2 separate regions of the Macaca mulatta genome follow, and region 2 is linked to region 1. The links are chromatin contacts, called in public Hi-C maps. All regions are on one chromosome and are shown on one strand. Each heading gives the region's core, a stretch centred on a gene start, on an enhancer-like site or on the middle of the called end of the contact. The rest is flanking DNA. Distances are from core to core; before and after follow the strand shown.

Region 1 (3,663 bases), core at 479-2,978:
TGCCTCAGCCTCCGGAGTAGCTAGGATTACAGGCGTCCGCCATCACACCCTGCTAATTTTTGTATTTTTAGTAGAGATGGGGTTTCACCATGTTGACCAGGCTGGTCTCTAACTCTTGACCTCGTGATCCTCCTGCCTTTGCCTCCCCAAATGCTGGAATTACAGGTGTGACACACCGCACGGCGCAAGAAATATATTTTCATACTTTTTTGTGTGTGTGGAGAACCGGGTCTTGCTATGTTGCCCAGGCAGGTCTCGAACTCTTGGGCTCAAGAGATCCTCCAGCCTCTGCCTCCGTAAGAGCTGGGATTACAGGCGAGAGCCACCGCCCCCGGCTATTTTCGTATGTTTTGCATGTTTCAAGTTCACAGTGTAGATTGTATCAGCCTAATCCAATCACTTTATGCAATTGGGATAGAAGAAAGGCTTTTACAAAGTCAAAAGGAGAAATCCTGGAACTATGGGCTCTTTTAAAGTACTAGATACTAAAGAACAAAAACAGCCAAATAGCCGGGAGCAGTGGCTCACGCCTATAATCCCAACTCTGAAGGAGGCCGAGGCGGGAGGGTCGCTTGAGGCCAGGAGTTCAAGACCAGCCTGGGCAACAAAGCGAGATGGCGGCTCTACTCCCAGCTTCTGGGGAGGCTGAGGCAGGAGGATCCCTTGAGCCCAGGAGGTCGAGGCCACCACGAGCTATGATCGCGCCACTGCATTCCAGGCTGGGCAACAGAGCAAGACCCTGTCTCAAAAAAAAAACCCCAAAGGATCTAGTGCTGTTCCTACAGAGACACGTTGGCCATAGGCTGAGGTGGGCAATAGCAACCAAATACCGCATGGTGACTGACGCCCTGCGGCCCATTTGGAGTCCTCAAATCTGACTGCCCTGTTACAGATGAGTCCGAGACTCAAAAACTGTCACGAGTGTAAGGTGTCCCGCGAGTTTAGTGGCTGGGAGGCTGAGGGGTGGACAGGGCGGCTAGCGACGTGGGGCAGCCTGGCCGTCGCTGCGGGCGACCTAACGGGAGGAAGATCTCACAGCCAGCAGGAGCGTCCCAGGATGAAGGCCTCGGGACAAAAGCAGTTCCGTAGACGCCCCAAGGCTGGGCGTCGAGTGACTGCGGGCGGAGGTCACCAGCGGCCGCTCCCCGGAAGCCACCCACGGACCGCACGCGCCCCGCAAGCGGAGGGGGCCGGGGCTCCACGGGCGAGCGGCGACCCTGCCTCCCGAAGAGGACGCGGCCTGCCCTGCGCGCCTCAGCCCGGGGTGCCGGCGTCTGGGCCCGCACCGCCAAGTCTCTCTCCGGAGGGGAAGGGATGGTCGAGTTTACCCCATGTCCCTTCCTTGGACCGCTCCCTCAAGAGCGACCCGGGACACCACGCCCGTGGCTCAGCCTCCCCCGCCCCGCGCTGCCCTCTCCTCAGGGCCGGGGAGCAGGCTCCCGAGCGCCCACAGCCCGGGGCTGCGGCCCGGCCCACAACCGTCACCTCAGGCGCCTCAGGCGCTCAGCATTGCTGGGCGGGGCAAGTGCACCACCGGGAGCATGCGCAGAGCGCCCGTTTCACTCATCGCGCATGCGCACACACCTACCCCGCCCCCACGCTGCGTGCCTTTCCTGTGTTCCGCCACGCCCGCCATGGCGGCGGCCCTGGCCGGCTCTGGCCCCGCCCCTCGGTGACGCGCTGCGAGTCACCTGACGAGGCTGCGGGCTGAGAAGACACAAGGGAAGTAGCTGTCGCCAGAGTCAGATTCTCCGCCGCAGCCGCCGCCGCCCCCAGGAGCCGCCGGGACCCTCGCGTCGTCGCCGCCGCCGCCCAGATCCCCGCACCATGCCGTCGGAGAAGACTTTCAAGCAGCGCCGCACCTTCGGTGAGTGTCGCCGCGAGGGCGCCGGGTGCGGCGGGTCCGGGGTCCGAGCTGTGGAGGGCGGCAGGGCCTGGGACGCCGTGAGGGGCCGGGGCCGAGCCGGGAGGCCGAGCGGGGCCGGTGGCTGCCGGCCGGCGGGGCCGAGGGACGCGGGGCCCGGGGCACTGTGAGGGACCCAGGCCGGGGCCGAGCCGGGAGGGCCAGGGGCTGGTCTGGGCCGTGGCGGCCTGCGGACCCCTCGGAGGCCTAGGAGGAGGCAGCCCGCGGCGGGCGGGCGGGGACCGGTGCGCTCGGGGCCCCCGGGCCTGCTGAATCACCCGGCGCCCTCCGCGGCGGGCTCCCTGCCGCACCCCGGCCACCGCCGCCCCCTCGAACGTGCTGCCGGGCGAGGGTCGCGCTTCTGGGGCCCAAGGGCCCCCGGGGCCACGCTGGGCAGTTCGGCTCTGAAGCCGGGCTGCGCCGGGACCCGGCGCGTCACCTTCAGGGCTAGTTTTCCCGTCGAGGGAGCCCGCCCGGCTGCGAGTGCCCCTTACAGACCCCAGAGCCTCCGTCGAGAGCGGGGGAACGTGCCGGGCCCCCGGCCCCGCCGCGCCCGGGACGGCCCACGGCGGTGTTGACAGTTGTGTGTGTAGCCCGGGAGCTGGGGTGGGAGACTTCTCTTGGGTTTGCGTTTCCGTTCTCACCTTGACACCAGGAATACATCCCTTTTCCGCCAGTTCAGACTGGAAACCCAACTGAGGTGTCCTGGCATTTGGTTAAACGTGCAGGTGTCACCATCACAGTATTTACTCCACGCAGATGATGCGAAGTGATTCTTTCCCTTTTGAGCCAGAGAACGCAGCAGATCCGGATATCTGTTTTTGCCTAAGCTCCAGGCACCGGTTTGGTAGGGAGGCACCGCGTTCGTCCCAGCGGACGGCGAATGTCTGCCGCCATCCTCGTCGGGAGCCCACACAGTGGTGCTGTTTGTCTGCTTTTGCCTCGTTTCCCGGAGTCTAGAAAGAGCTTAGCGTGTATTTGAGTTTGGATATAGTTTTGCACGTCTCGTTATTGACCGTTATTTTATTTCTTGTGCCTGAGAAACTTCAGTAAATGAAAATGGGCCTTGGCTTGCCAAGCGTATCTTTTCCAACAGCCTCTTGAGGCAGTCCGTTGGTTAGCAAGACTTAGACGTGCCTTTTTTGTTAGAAGTTTTCTTGTTAGTGACCTTAATGAACTCTTACTAGTGTCTAGGCTTATTGAGCCCTGAGAGCAGCATTTAAGGCAGATTTTCTTTCTTTCTTTTGTTTTTGAGACAGGGTCTCGCTCTGTCACCTGGGTTGGAGTGCAGTGGTGCAGTCACAGCCCCCTGCAGCCTCGACCTCCCGGGCTAAAGCGATCCATCGGCCCACCTCAGATCTGGTTTTTGTTTTCACCAGTGAAAAGTTAACTGGGAACATTTGTGTAGGAGAGATGCCTTTTTTCTCATAACAGAAACTATAGTTATTTTCTTTTTTGCTTATAGTACTTTTGGGTTATTCTGGAAAAATCTCTGCGAAGAGTAGGTAGTAACGGTAGGAAATGTGAGATTAACACATCCGAACAAGGAATTTCCTGGAACCTAAAAGTGGCCCTGAGGGTAGACCAGCAATAATGCCCCATTTTTCTTCCCGTCGATGTATGTATCTTATATACTCTGTATTTTCAGGGTTTTTCCCTTGGCTCACCTTTATTTTGCCCCCTCCCCTTTAAATGTCTCTTTAATAGTCACTTTGTAGAAACGTCTTAAGTATCTTTTAACAGCTGTTACCTTTCCTTGC
Region 2 (3,592 bases), core at 287-2,786, 390 kb after region 1:
AGACTGACCAATATGGTGAAACCCGGTTTCTACTAAAAAATACAAAATTAGCCGGTGTGGTGGTGCATGTCTGTAATCCCAGCTACTTGGGAGGCTAAGGCAGGAGAATCGCTTGAACCTGGGAGGCGGAGGCTGCAGTGAGCCAAGATCGCGCCACAGCACTCCAGCCTGGGCAACAAGATGAAACTCCTTCTCAAAAAAAAAAAAAAAAAAAAAAGCAGAAAGCAGATAACAGCTGGTTACTGAGTGCTTACTTTCCGCCAAGCACCATTCTGAAGATGCCACACAGATGAACTGACTTCCTGTGCCACAACCCTGGCCAGCAGGCCATGCTACTGCAGTCCAGCCTGGGCGATAGAGCAAGACTCCGTCAAAAAAAAAAAAAAAAAAAAAAAAGTCAGAGCCTAAGAGGAGTGTGAGGGGAAAAGTCCAACTCCATTATTTAAGAGATGAGGACATGGAGAGATCAATGACGCAGGAACAAAAGGGACAAAGGAATGTGGTCAAGAGCTCCTGATTCAGGACATCTGGTCACACTCCAGTTCCATATCACTTCATGGTTCACCTGTTGGTCTGACTTCCTGTCAAATGGGAATATCAGTGCTAGGGAATTGACCTGGTTGTGAGGATTAAAGCCCAGGGAGCTGTGCCTGGTACACGGCAGGCCATAAAACTGCCCCCGGTTAGCGAACCCAAGAGCAGCAGCCGCAGAACACTCAACCCCAAGTTCAGGACGGATCCTCCTGCAGACCCTGGGCTGAGGACCAGAGGGAAGGAGACAACCGTGATGGCTGCCATCAGCTGCTACGGGATACCCCGTGGCTCCAGGGCCTTCTTCACTTAACCATCTGCTGCTTACTCCTCAGGGCCGCTGTGATGACTATCTGTCCTCTTTAGAAAAACGAGAAGGGTGAGGTTCAGAAAAGTTAAGAGTCTTACTCCCAGGCCACACATCTTGCAGAGGCAGCCCCAGGCTCAACCTCAGGTCGTCCTACGCCAAACCCCTGCCTCTTCTCACCACCCAGCCTACCTTTAGAGGGAGGGAGGAGTGGGAGGAAACGCAGAAAAACGCCCGTGACACCACACGAAGAAAAGCAAGCACGTTAAAGGAGGCAGCTCCGTCGCTCTCCCGGAAGCGGCCAGACACACGTGGAGACTCGGGAGGGGGCGGGCCCCGTCCAGGCTGCCCGGACGCGGCGCCGGGGCAGTTTCTACGGCCTCCAGCTCTCCCGCGGGGCCGGCGCAGCTCCCACGGCGACCCGCAACCCCGGGCGGAGCTGGCAGTCGGACGAGGCTGCACGGCCGCCACGTCGGGCCCCTAGGCCCAGTCTGACTCGCTCACCTCCTCCTTCCGCGAGCGCTTAGACACCTTCTTCTCCATCTTGGCGGCCGTCTTCTCCGCGCCGCGGCCCTTCTTCTCCTTCTTGCCCTTCTTGCCCATCTTGTCGGGTCCCAAGCCGCGATAGGACACCAAGGTACCAAACGGGGCGCGCTCTCCGCCCGAAACCGGGCGCTCGTGGGGCGGAGCTCGACGCACAGAAATGGAGTCACTTCCGGCCTCGAGTTCGAGTCGCTTCCGGTGGAGGTGCGGCTGGGCGCCCTACGGGGTTCAGTCTTGGAGCTCGGTCTTCCGCAGCGGGTTGGCGGGTCTCGAACTCTGCATAAGGCCTCGGAGAAGATGACCCGGCCTGGGCGCAATGGCTGATGCCTGTAACCCTGGCGCTTTGGGAGGCGTTGGCCGGCGGATCGCTTGAGTCCTGGAGTTCGAGTCCAGCCTGGGCAACAAAGCGAGAACCACCCCCCCACCCCCGCCCCGCCCCGCCCCGCCCCATCTCTACAAAAGAAAAAAAAAACAAACATTAAACGGGCGTAGTGTCTCGCGCCAGTGGTCCTAGCTCTTCGGGAAGCTGAGGCGGGAAGATCGCTTGAGTCAAGGAGTTCCAGGCAGCAATGCGCCACTGCACCCCAGCCTGAGCGACAGAACAAGATCCTGTTTCAAAAAACAGAAAAGATGGCAGCCCCGGCGTGACATACTCGGGCCATGCTCGCCATTCTCACGCCCTGTGCCCCCACCTAGCCTGTCCCCGTGTCCTAGGAGACGTGCCCTCTGAGTTTTATTTTATTTTTATTTTTAGAGACAGGGTCTTGCTCTGTTGCGCAGGCTGGAGTGCAGTAGCGCGATCTCGGCTCACTGCAACCTCCGCGTCCTGAGGAGCTGGGACCACAGGAGCCCACCATGCCCGGCTAATTCGCTCTTTCAGCTTTCCCAGGGTGCACGTGCCCCCTGTGAAGGCACGTTGCTTAGCCCTGTGTAGAACTGCCTAAGTGGGTGACTCTTGAGCTAACCCCATTTTTTCCCCTTGGACAAATCAAATGAGTGCTGTGGCCTCATTTCCTAGAAAAAAAATTAATACAGTTACAACAGTTTGCAGACCCTAAGACAGACAGTCCCGGCTGAGCGCGGTGGCTCATGCCTGTAATCCTAGCACTTTGGGAGGTCGAGGTGAGTGGATGACGAGGTCGAAAGTTCGAGACCAGCCTAGCCAACATGGTGAAACCCCGTCTCTACTAAAAATACAAAAATTAGCCGGGCGTGGTGTTGGGCACCTGTAATCCCAGCTACTTGGGAGGCTGAGGCAGGAGAATCGCTTGAACCCAGGGGGCAGAGGTTGCAGTGAGCTGAGATCAAGCCACTTCACTCCAGCCCGGGCAAAAGAGCGAAATTCCATCTTAAAAAAAAAAAGAAAAAAGATGGCCCCTTCCACCTTCCCATTTAAAATGTGCCAGACACCGTTAGGTGCTAAGGACATGTCCTCAAATATCCTAACATGGAGGACTTTTGTTTCTTCATTGGTAGGCTAGAGCTAATGATAGCACCCTGCAAGGGTACTCAATTTGTGGAGCCTGAGAAATAAAGATGGGTAAGATCCAAATGCCTGCTAGGAAATTGTACTCTAGGATTTCCCTCAAATTATGTAAGAAATGGCAAAATCATCTGCAGAGTATGGAATGTTATGATTTGAAAGAGCAGAGTAAAAATGCTTATCATTCCTTAGAAGATGTCATCTTTGGACTGGTAATCAAGGAATAAGGCAAATTAAGGACAAGGACAAGCCAAAATTTGGCAACGGGAAAGCATAAATCAGGAAATAATCTAGTTTATTACTTTGTGTGTGACTCAGCCTTTAATAAATTGTCTTAGGCCGAGGACGGTGGTTCATGCCTGTAATCCCAGCACTTTGGGAGGCCGAAGCGGGCTGATCACGAGGTCAGGAATTCAAGACTAGCCTGACTAATATGGTGAAACACTGTCTCTACTAAAAATACAAAAAAAAAAAAAAAAATTAGCCAGGTGTGGTGGCACACACCTGTAGTCTCAGCTATTCAGGAGGCTGAGGCAAAATCACTTGAACCCAGGTGGCAGAAGTTGCAGTGAGCCGAGATCGCGCCACTGCGCTCCAGCCTGGGCGACAGTGCAAAACTTTGTCTCAAAAAAAAAAAAAAAAGAAGAAGAAGAAGTTAACTCGGCTGGGTGCAGGGGCTCACGCCTGTAATCCCAGCACTTTGGGAGGCCAAGTTAGGCAGATCACAA

The links. Hi-C and Micro-C count contacts between places; a contact is called where the count stands out from the background.
Region 2: a Hi-C map of cortical neurons shows a contact between it and region 1, with 4 times the contacts expected there. The contact joins the promoter of KLHDC4 here to the promoter of MAP1LC3B in region 1. A contact is called at or near these places in 3 of 14 Hi-C or Micro-C datasets (cortical neurons, fetal cortex germinal zone and fetal cortical plate).

What each region holds. Positions count from the first base shown.
Region 1 is chr20:82,762,164-82,765,826 of T2T-MMU8v2.0, forward strand. It overlaps MAP1LC3B (microtubule associated protein 1 light chain 3 beta), which reads left to right and starts at 1,729. Exons shown (of 4, transcript NM_001193625.1): 1 at 1,729-1,867. The coding sequence starts at 1,828.
Region 2 is chr20:83,152,713-83,156,304 of T2T-MMU8v2.0, forward strand. KLHDC4 (kelch domain containing 4) reads right to left here and starts at 1,537. Exons shown (of 11, transcript XM_077986645.1): 1 at 1,343-1,537.